Linked DNA regions of Sus scrofa: region 2 is linked to region 1. The links are chromatin contacts, called in public Hi-C maps. All regions are on one chromosome and are shown on one strand. The core of a region is the stretch at or near the end of the contact, and the rest is flanking DNA. Distances in the headings are between cores, read along the strand shown. Region 1 has its middle 43 kb from the start of S1PR1. Region 2 overlaps SLC30A7 (solute carrier family 30 member 7).

What was found. Hi-C and Micro-C count contacts between places; a contact is called where the count stands out from the background.
Region 2: a Hi-C map of liver shows a contact between it and region 1, with 2.2 times the contacts expected there. The contact joins two enhancer-like sites. A contact is called at or near these places in 2 of 5 promoter capture datasets (fetal skeletal muscle and liver), 33 of 47 Hi-C or Micro-C datasets (adipose tissue, alveolar macrophages, blood and 16 more) and 1 of 2 datasets of contacts at active chromatin or transcription factors (skeletal muscle).

Annotation. Positions count from the first base shown.
Region 1 is chr4:117,023,531-117,029,065 of Sscrofa11.1, forward strand. No RefSeq gene overlaps it. Among named protein-coding and RNA genes, the nearest start is that of S1PR1, 43 kb to the right of the region's middle. Within about 2 kb of position 4,156, at least 25 of the 83 cell types and tissues checked have an H3K27ac peak or open chromatin away from gene starts, as enhancers often do. A contact at or near this core is called in liver, where this site is marked.
Region 2 is chr4:117,336,310-117,342,101 of Sscrofa11.1, forward strand. The region is part of intron 8 of SLC30A7 (solute carrier family 30 member 7); the gene reads right to left. Among named protein-coding and RNA genes, the nearest start is that of SLC30A7, 57 kb to the right of the region's middle. Within about 2 kb of position 4,307, at least 2 of the 83 cell types and tissues checked have an H3K27ac peak or open chromatin away from gene starts, as enhancers often do. A contact at or near this core is called in liver, where this site is marked.

The DNA.
Region 1 (5,535 bases), core at 2,906-5,405:
CCCAAGACAGAGCAGCCAGGGAGTTCCCGCTGTGGCTCAGCAGGTTACTGAGGCAGCACAGATCCTGCAGTGCTGTGGCTGTGGTGTAGGCCGGCAGCTGCAGCTCCAATTTGGCCCCTAGCCTGGGAACTTCTGTATGCCATGGGTGTGGCCCTAAAAAGAAAAAAAAAACTTCTTTTTTTTTTGTCTCTTTTTTTGTCCTTTCTAGGGCTGCACCTGCAATATATGGAGGTTCCCAGGCTAGGGGTCTAATCGGAGCTGTAGCCGCTGGCCTACACCACAGCCACAACACAGGATCCGAGCTGCATCTGCAGCCTACAGCAAACGGCAACACCAGATCCTTAACCCACTGAGCAAGGCCAGGGATCAAACCCACAACCTCATGGTTCTTAGTGGGATTCATTAACCACTCAGCCACAATGGGAACTCCAATTCTTCTTTTTTTTTTTTTTTGGTTTAGTAAAAGAGCAGCTAGGGAGTTCCCATCGTGGCTCAGTGGTTAACAAATCCGACTAGGAACCCTGGGGTTGCGGGTTCGATCCCTGCCCTTGCTCAGTGGGTTAAGGATCCGGCGTTGCCGTGAGCTGTGGCGTAGGTCGCAGACGAGGCTCGGATCCCAAGTTGCTGTGGCTCTGACATAGGCCGGCAGCTACAGCTCCGACTCGACCCCTAGCCTGGGAACCTCCATATGCCGAGGGAGCGGCCCAAGAAACGGCAAAAAAGACCCCCCCCCCAAAAAAAGCAGCTAAAGCAGCCCAATTGATCCTGAACGCCACCAGCGGGTGGTCCAAGGCCACCAGGATAATTCCTGTTCTGGTCAGAAATGGCCCCAGAACAGTGGCTCTCAAGCTTGGGACCTTCCACGGTGATCTAGAAATTCACAGGTCTCGGATAGGCTGAAGAATTTGACTTTCTAGGGATGTCCCAGGTAGCGCTGATGATCCTGGGAACCACCGATCTTGAACTTCACTCGGGTAAAGTGTTCAGTACCTGAATCCAAGTGGAACTGGAGAGGGTAGGAGGTGAGAGTTCCTAGCCTGGACCCCCTGAGGGGTTTTACATGCTCAGGAGACTGACAAGCATCAAAAGACAGCAATCTGGACAGTCACAATGCAATGAAAGAAGGGACACAGTAAAGGCTAGTTTAAAGGAAGGAGTTGGAGAAGGAATCTGGCCATTTGCCCAGGACAAGCACCTGCTGGAGGAGGAAGGAGCTGAATCACTGGCCAGTCACTGAAAATCTACAGCTCTGATGTCACCTGGCTGCCTCTGGAATCATCTAGGGAGCTTTTCAAAAATACAAGGCCCTGGGCCCTGTGCTCAGAAAATTAAACCAGGATCCCTGAGGTGGAGCCATGAGGGTGGGAGCATCTGAAAGCTCCCAGGTGGTTCTCACATGCAGTCAGGGCCAAGAGCCACCAGGCTAAGGAAGAAAAAATATATAATAGGGAATCTGTTACGGAACGAGAAGTTCATCTCCAGTGAACTTAACCTCAGCAAAATTTCCCAGCTGCTGGGTCCCTATCCTCTGTCCCCACTCAGTCCTTCAGATCCCTTGATATCCCCAGAGACCCAGCAGCATCTTTGCTCTGCTCCCCCCACGTTGTGCTGTGATTCACCCTTTGGTTACAGCAGCCAAACATCCTTAAAGCCGAAAACGTAGAATCAGGCCTTTTCCTGGAGCTTTTGCTTTCTTCTGGTCTCTGAGGCCTGATACCAAGAGCAAATTCAAATTTTTGTTTGTTTTTGCCCCTCCCGTAGCATGCAAAAGTTCCCAGGCCAGGGATCGAACCTGCATCGCAGTAGCGACTGGAGCCATAGCAATGAAAACCTGACAGGTCCTTAACCCTCTGTGCCATGAGGGAACTCCTCAAATGGTTTTTGTTTGTTTGTTTGTTTCTGCATAGCCACATAGTCTAAGAATCATTTATTTTCTATCAAATCAAAATTGTAGGTTAAAGAGTCTTAAAACACCCTAGTGAGAAAGAAGATTTATAGATAAGCTAGTCAACTATGGTGTAGGCAGATAGATGGTCTCAGTTTAGTGACATGTAAGTGAAATTGCACATGGAACTCCAACCTTTAAATAAATAAGATGCAATACACAACAGGGTGAATGCTATGTTGCTATTTGTGTTAGGAAAAGAAAAGAGGTAAGGCAGCGTGGAGGGCGGGTAGGCGATTGCTAGAACAGAAATAAGAGTGTGAAAGCGTGACACTGGTCTCTGACTTCTCACTGCTTACTCTTTTTTTTTTTTCTTTTTTTTTCTTTTTAGCTCTGCACCTGTGTCATATGGAAGTTCCCGGGCCAGGGGTTGAATTGGAGCTGCAGCTGTGGCCTGCACCACGACTTGCAAAGCTGAGGCAACAGCAGACCCTCAGCCCACTGAGTGAGGCCAAAGAGCAAAGCTGCATCCTCACAGAGATCAGGTCCTTAACCCACTGATCCACAATGGGAACTCCCCAGGGCATACTCTTTTGTACCTCTTGGGTTTTTGAATAGTGTGCATGGATCACCTACACTTTTTTTTAACAGTTAATTTTTGTCGTGGAGCTTGTTCTGCTTGGAGCAGGGGGCATCTCACCTTGCCCCCGCTTCCCCTCACCCTAAACCCCTCACTCCCAGATGAAGTCCTAACAAGACTTTTAATCCCATGACATTCCTTGGGGATGCCCTCTGCAATAGGATCGGATTAGAGACCTGCTGAACGTTTTCAACCCTGCATTTTTTAGCTAGAATTGATGCCCAGAGAGGGCAAGTGACTGGCTCAAAGTCACACAGCTAATGAATGAAGCTAAACCTCCTGATTCTTTCTTCAATGTTTTTACCGTATGTCCTTAAACATTATCCCTTCCACACAGCAGATCAGACAGTTATTGAACTTCTACAACTATGCCTGAGAGATACCATTAATACAAGCATGCAAGTGGCAGAGAAAACTTATTGACCAGACACCAAACAAGTAAGCACAAGCCTCGCTGCCACGCTATTGATTACATGGCAATAGCAACCCTCACCACTAGTGAAATTTTACTCTATTAACAGCCTCACACTATAAAGGATTATGTAGTTTATTTGGATATTTTTTGGCATGAGTCACAAGACAAACATTTGGAAAATGAAAGCACCATATGCAGAAAGCAGCCTTACTCTTTTGGCGGGAGGGGGCGGGGATGGAGAGGCGATCGGCACAACCTCAACGACCACTAGGTGGCAATAGTGTCCTAACAACACTAAGCAGCAGGCCTGGCACTCTTAGAAAGTGAACGGTGAATCAATACCCCACAATTGACCCACCTGGCTACCCCCAAAGCCTTGAGACTCAGAAAGTGTTATTAGTAAAAGTAATAATCCCTTTATCGCTTGATAATTTATGTCCTCTATTATAACAGCCAAGAACGCTTTAGTTTATCTCAAAAAGCAGGCTCAAACCAGCAGCCCTTGGGCAGAACCTGGTCAGCAGCACTGTGTTTGCCTAGGGCAGTGTTTGGCTTTGTTGTTTTGTTGTAATCCAAAATGCCTTTAGGTGGGGCAGGCCTTTGCCAGTTTGCCAGAACACCCACCACTCTTTAAGGTCTTATTTTAGGCTCTTCCCTACAGTTGCGTGACTCCTGACTGTATTGGAGATTGGGATTCCTGCTGCAGTGTCTTTCTTAAATGCACAATGACGCCACAATTCCAAACTAACTGATCCACCCAATTATCTCAGGCTTTCCCACCTCCAGAGATCTTTTCTCGAGTCACTCCTCCCCCAAGGCTCTCCTCCAGGGCCTGTCTTTTTCTTGCGATCCTTCTTAGTTTTTCTTTTTTTCTTTTTACAGCTGTGCCTGCAGCATATGCAGTTCCCAGGCTAGGGGTCGAATTGGAGCCACAGCTGCTGGCCTGCCAACCACAGCCACTCCAGATTCAAGCCCCGTCTTCTACCTATACTGCAGCTTGTGGCAACGCTGGATCCTTAACCCACAGAGCCAGGCTAGGACATTATGTCAGATTCTTAACCCACTGAGCCACAGAAGGAACTCCCCTTCTCATTCTTGAAGGCCCAGATTCAATGTCACCAGGGTGAAGTTCATTTCCCCCAATCTGTGGCTCGCAGAGCCTGTATACTTCCTGGTCTGTGCTCTTTTTCTGCTCCGTCCCACTAGCTGTTTTTCATATGCCTCAGCTCTTTGTAAAGTTCTCTGCGGGAAGTAAAGAGATGTCTCACTGTTCTGGGTGTGTGTAACAGCGCCCCACCCAGCGTTTCATTTGTTCCCACTCAAAAACTATGCCAACACCTTCTATGGGGACTGACAAGAGACAGGATGGGAGTTCTTCTGTGGTGCGGCGGGATAAGGCTCTGGCATTGTCACTGCAGTGGCTTGGACCTCTGCTGAGGTGCAGGTTCAATCCCTGGCCCAGGAATTTCCACATGCCACAGACACAGCACACAAATAAATAAATAAATAAAGCAAGAGAGAGAAATAGTATGGCTTAGGAAAGTCTTTTATAGATGACCTTTAAAGAAATATAATTTATTGATGAAAGCATATGAAAAATCAGAACTAAGCTGGATTTCCCATTGTGGCGCAATGGAAGCAAATCCGACTGGTATCCATGAGGATTCAGGATCGATCCCTGGCCTCGCTCGGTGGGTCAGGGATAAGGTATTGCTGTGAGCTGTGGTTTTAGGTTGCAGAGGTGGGCTCGGATCCAGGGTTGCTGTGGCTGTGGACTAGGTCAGCAGCTATAGCTCCAATTCAACCCCTCGCCTGGGAACTTCCATATTGCCACAGGTGTGCCCCTAAAAAACAAAAAAGCAAAATACAATGCAATACAATACAAACCAAGCTAAAATGTCACTGTCTCCTGCAGGTACTAAGGGGACATATCGAAGCGTTCAGCGTAAGCCCTGGACTCAGACAGCCTGGGTACACATCATGGCCTCAGTCTTGACAAGCTGGGTCAATAGTAGGATACTAGCAGTAAGACAATGACAGCACCTCCCTTACAGGATTTGTTTTTATTAATATTTTACTCTGAAATAACTTTAGAAAAGTTGCAAAAATTGGGGAGACATGCTCTAAACTCTTCACCTAGCTTCCCCCACTATTAGCCACTTCCATAAGTGCCATTCAGTCATCAAAGCCGGGACACTGACATTGGGACAATGCCATCAACTACATCGACAACCTTGTTCGATTTTCATCAGTTTCCCCGCTGATTTCCCTTTTTGGGCCCAGAATCCAGTCTGGGATTGCTTATTGCATTTGGGTATCACGTCTTCTTCCTCTCCTCCAATCTGTGATGCTTCTGGAAAGTCCAGGCCAGCTATTCCCAAAATGGCCCTCATGTTTTCGCACGAGTAGAGGGAGGTGGTGCAGTTTAGGGCAAGGAGGTGATGCCGTGCCCTTCTCAGCGCATCATCTGTGGAAATACGTGGTGTTTACTCTGTCTTATTCTGGGGAGGTTCAACCTTGATCGCTTGGATAAAGTGACGTAGGGGCGGCAGGTTTCTCCACCGCAAACTTACTATTTTTCCCTTTGAATTAGAA
Region 2 (5,792 bases), core at 3,057-5,556, 310 kb after region 1:
ATGTACCTTAAAAGATGAGCGGTACTTCTGCCAGATGGAAAGGAAAGAGAAGATACTGATGAAGACTCAAAGGACCAGGGATGATGCTTGTCTTGTCCACTATTATAGTCCCCAGGAGGCCTACTGAAGTGCTGGTCACAAAGTGGGCCCACAATCAATGTCTGTGGGTTAAACGAATGATATGATAGTAGATGGTTTAGACTTTAAAGAAAGGAAGGGCCACAGGGAAGAAACTGGGAGACAGTTCCCATACTTTGTGTCCTGTGCTAAGTACTTGGATAAGGAGGGTATAAATAGGAACAGAGACAAATAGGAAAACTAAACAGATAGTGAATGATATTGCGATAGTGAGAAACTGCTTTCCGGCTGGATACAATGAAGAAACAGTGAAGCAACACCAAGGGCAAGCCTAGAAAACTGACAGTACCAGGACATGGTGGTAATGAAGATAAAAGCTCAGTGTGGACAAGAGTTTAAGTCACGTTCAAACGAAACTATTCTTTGGTCAAATAGTGATTTACAAACCAAGAATAATTAGACACCATTCTTCTTTCTTCAAATGACCACAGCCACAGCATATGGAAGTTCCTGGGCCAGAGATTGCATCCGAGCTGCAGCTTCGACCTATGCTGCAGCTGCAGCACTGCCAGATCCTTGAACCCACTGTGCCAGGCCAGGGATCAAACCCATGCCTCGGCAGCATCCCAAGCTGCTGCAGTTGGATTCTTATTTTAACCACTGTGCCACAGAAGGAACTCCAGATACCGTTCTTAATTGCTTTTTCTCCCTGAAAACCCTCATGCTCTAAATCACCAAGTTCTCATGATTTCCCATTCTAAATATGTCTTGGCTCCATCCCTCCCCTTCATTCTATTACACAGGAGATTATTACAATAATCTCCAGACTTACTTGGATTATGACAGTCGCCTCCTAAGTGGTCCCTTGACCTATAGCCTTATTTTCGTAAGTCTACTGTGATAAGCAGCTTCAAAGGTGGATCCCAATGAGCCCTGCGTTCCTAATATTCATATGCTTGTATAATCCCCTCCCCTCTGGTGTGAGCTGACCTGCCCACTAGACTTGCTCCTAGTGAATAAAGTGTGGCCAAGGTGACAAGATCTCACTTCGCAGTTAAATGACTCTGGCTCCCATCTCGTTCGCCCTCATTTCCTGCTCTCGCCCTTGCTTGTTCAAAGCTGCCATTCTGCGAACTGCCCTATGGAGAGTCCCAGGGCAAGAATCAGAGAGACGTTTCTGGAGAGGAACTGAGACCCTCAGTGCAACAGCCCCAAAGAATACAATACTGTCCACATCCGATTCAGTGACCTTGGAAGGGGATTCTCCCCCAGATGAGCCTTGCAATGAAGACAGCCCTGGCTGACACCTGGACTGCCGTCTTGTGAGAGACCCCAGTTAGCCATGCCCGGGTTCCTGAACCAAGGCAAAGATAGTAATGTGTTATCTTAACTATGGGGTCCTGTGTAAGCTGCTTCACATCCATGGATATCTAATATAACCATTCTTTATAAAGCCACTAGACTAACCTATCTAAAATCGGTATCTGACTCTATCCCTTTCTCATTAAAAAAAAAAAAAAAAAAAAAAAAAAAAAATCTGTTAGGCATTCCCACTGTGGCTGAGCGGCAATGAACCCAACTAGTATCCAAGAGGATGTGGGTTTGATTCCTGGCCTCGCTCAGTGGGTTAAGGATCCGGCATTGCCATGAGCTGTGGTGTAGGTTGCGGAGGTGGCTCAGATCCCGTGTTGCTGTGGCTGTGATGTAGGCCAGCAGCTGTAGCTGTGATTTGACCCCTAGCCTGGGAACTTACATTCGCCGCAGGCGTGGCCCTAAAAAAAAGCAAAAAAAAAAAAAAAACAACAAAAAAAAAACTGTTGGGAGTTCCCGTCGTGGCGAAGTGGTTAACGAATCCGACTAGGAACCATGAGGTTGCGGGTTCGGTCCCTGCCCTTGCTCAGTGGGTTGACGATCCGGCGTTGCCGTGAGCTGTGGTGTAGGTTGCAGACGCGGCTCGGATCCCGCGTTGCTGTGGCTCTGGCGTAGGCCGGTGGCTACAGCTCCGATTCGACCCCTAGCCTGGGAACCTCCATATGCCGCGGGAGCGGCCCAAGAAATAGCAACAACAACAACAACAAAAGACAAAAAGACAAAAAAAAAAAAAAAACTGTTAAAAACTCCCTACTGCCCAAGGGATTAAGTGTAAACTCTTTCACATGGTATATTTTTTGATCTGCTCTCCTCTAGCTTCACATGTTAAGTCCTCTAGAGCAAACATATTTGCTGTTTCTTCCTCACAGTTTGGCTCATACCGTAGCCTCTGACTAGAACGTCCCTAAACTGCCCTTAAGTCTGGCTTCTAGTTCCTTCTTTAAAATAAATCTCAAGTGTCACCCCTTTCAGGGTACAAGCTATCGTCTCTGATCCCAAACTGTCCCCTGAACTGTACGAAATGTGTTCTCTGTGCTCCTGTAAAAAATGTGTGATACCTACAATAAGGTTGGAGGAAAAACGGGTGGAAGGCACTTAGAAACAGTGCTAAGGATTTTGACAGTGAAAGAACCCTAATTATTCCTTCATCTAACCTGAAGGGTAATGTCTGTTTCTATCTACCGTGCTGCTATTAAATAGGTGGTGACTCCCTAGATTTACAAAAAATGCAAAGAAAAACATCGTGGTAAAACAATAAGGCACAATTCAACTATTATGCCATTTTTCTTTCCTTCCTCCCTCCTTGTTTCTCAGGAAAAAGAAAGGATCGCTCATTGAATGTTTTTATATATTTAGCTTCAGTGGTTTTTATGTTTTCCTACTTTCCTTATTGTACTTAGAAAATGAGGCACAAAAATGGTTCCCCTAGAATAACTAAGAACAAAAAAAAAGTATTCTTTTCCTTGTGCCTACTACATTTAGCTATTTTGATAATTTCTTTTTCAATCTTTTATCTCAAGAAACGGCTAATAATGCCTGGAAATATCTGAGGTGGAAAAAAAAAAATCACTCGATTGGAAATCATGAGACTTGGGTTCTAATTCTGCCATTAAATAGCTTTAAACAAATAGTCTAACCTTCTGAGCATCAATCTTCTCATTTACAAAATGAGGAAGTGGATTAAATATCTAGGCAATTTCTTTCATCTTGATTTTCATTCAATAAGAAAAAAATAGCCAAGCTACAAGGAATGCTAGAGAGAGAAGAGACTTGGAAATGAAAGAAAATAGAAGTTGCTTTTTTTTTTTGGTCTTTTTTTGTCTTTTTACCATTTCTAGGGTCGTTCCCGCGGCATATGGAGGTTCCCAGGCTAGGGGTGTAATCAGAGCTGTAGTCACCGGCCTACGCCACAGCAACGCGGGATCCGAGCCACATCTGCAACCTACCCCACAGCTCACGGCAACACTGGATCCTTAACCCACTGAGCAAGGCCAGGGATCGAACCCGCAACCTCATGGTTCCTAGTTAGGTTCGTTAACCACTGAACCACGATGGGAACTCCAGAAGTTGCTTTTATATACTCCACAACAAGAACACAGGACAGCATCACCAAATGAGATATACTTTGCAAACCAATTTAATCCATTACTAATCAGATAATCCTGCAAATGACTTTTATTATGCAGTCAATACAAATACGCAATTATTCAGCACTATAATGCTTTGCTTGGCACCAGATTTTCTAGAATCAGATGGACTCTTACTCGAGTTGTGGAAATGGAGGGCTAGTGCACCAAAGTTAGCTAAGGACATAGCTAGTGAATAGAAAGGCTAGAATAATTAAAAACAGGTTTTTTGACTCCAATTTTGATAAGTAAAGTCAACAAACATTTACTGTCTGCCTACCATGTGCCAGGCACCAGAAATAAAAGGATAAATAATACACAACGCCTTACTTCAAAGGAATTCAAAACCACTGAAAAAGCCTGTAGAGGTCAATGGAAATCAGGCAACAAACACTTCAGAACCCACCATTTAGAAGAAAGCCCATAGGGAGTCAAAACAAGTGTCAATGAAGCTTACACTATTTTCATTTTCCATGAACTTTTGATGAACAGGTTTTTTTATTAGTATGTTGACAACTTACTTTTAAACATACTTCTTTTTTAGGCAAGAAATAGATTTATTAAGATAGAACACTTGTGAGAGATGCAAGTGGGCAGGTAAGAAGGCCTCTAAAGATACCTTTAAAAATAAAGACTAGATCTTGAAAAATAAAGTGGGGGAAAGGAATAGAAGAGAACATGGACTCGAAAGCAAGAGCAGGCACACAACTGAGCAATGTTTTACTTAAGCCACAGTGGTAAAATTCCACTTGGCAAATAACTTCAAATGTTTGTTTTGGATTACCAAGGGCTAGTCTAACTTTGCCCCCAAAGAGCTAAAACACAATAAATACAAGATAGTTGAGTCCAATCTATAATAATCCTTAAGGAGATGCTTTAAAACATTAAGGATGCTCCCTTACTGCAGTGTCTTAATAAGCTACCCCAAACAACCTTTGTTCAAATTTTTACATGTGTAACCCATGTGCGTCCCCTCTCAAAGTCTACTACTCTCTTTGTAAAAACAACAATAACAACGAGTACTTCCCTTTTTCTCCTAAAATTTACTTTCACATGTGGCTCTTAGTTTGAGGATTCTAGAACTGGGGAAATTCCATGATCACAGATATTGCACTATTAGAATTAATGGAGAATTTAAGAGATCATCCATTTTAACACTCAATTCCAAAAATGTGAGACAGATAAGTATTTTAATAAACATAATGTCAGAAGCAAGCATTTATTTAAAAATAACTAAATAAAAGATATAATTGATAATAAAGAAATAATATAGAGAGAGTGTACCAACTGAGGTTTTTTTCTGATTTTTTTGGAATGGTTGCTTACTTAGGTAGAATTATAATAAAATGTTTATATTCAACAGCAGCAAGCATTTCACCAAAGCACATGGAAGCATTACGCTAATTTTCTCCAATAATAATTTTAAAATATTGTTGAGAATTTTAGCGGTTGGAGCTATAACTAAGTCATGGAACTCAGGTGGGGAGAAAAAGATGCTTGCTAAATCACATGTGATAAGCAATTTAGAACAAAAGTCAATTTCTAGAATAATTTCATAGGTTATATAGTTTTATAGGTTATAAAAGTGTAAAAGAAACCTGTAGAAACTCTCTTTTTGCCTTTTAAAATTGTGTTTAGCTCAGGAGTTTGCACCCATATTTTTCTGATTATCTATCGTAATAGGGGATCATAAAACAGATTTTAGCATGGATCTATCTAGCCATAATGAAAGGATATGGGGAAAAAGACAAACTTAGCAAATTCCTGACTGAGCTAAGACTTAGAGCTGCATCCAAACCCAAAAAGTAAGCATTTGGAAACAATTAGAGGTTCACTTCTGGTTGACTAACTCAATTCTAGCTTTAACAATGAAATACCATTTTCCTAGCATACATAAAAAGAATGAGTCATTAGGCACATGAGTTTACCAGTAAAACATGGTAATAGCTTTATTCCTCAAAAGCTAAAGGTAAATCAAATTTATAATCATATAATCAGAAACATAAAAATTAATACGAAAGCTTAAATGCTACCAGGTTAAATAAGCAGCAGTTGGTTATTACTCCCTATTGCCAGGAACTTTGCAAAGGGAAATATATTCAAATCTTACTTCAAAAGCAGCATTTAGTGAGAGCTGCACTATTTCAACAGTAAATAAAATGATCTAGCAACAATTATAAACAAACCAAAAAGGGTATCTATTATGAAAGCTCTGGA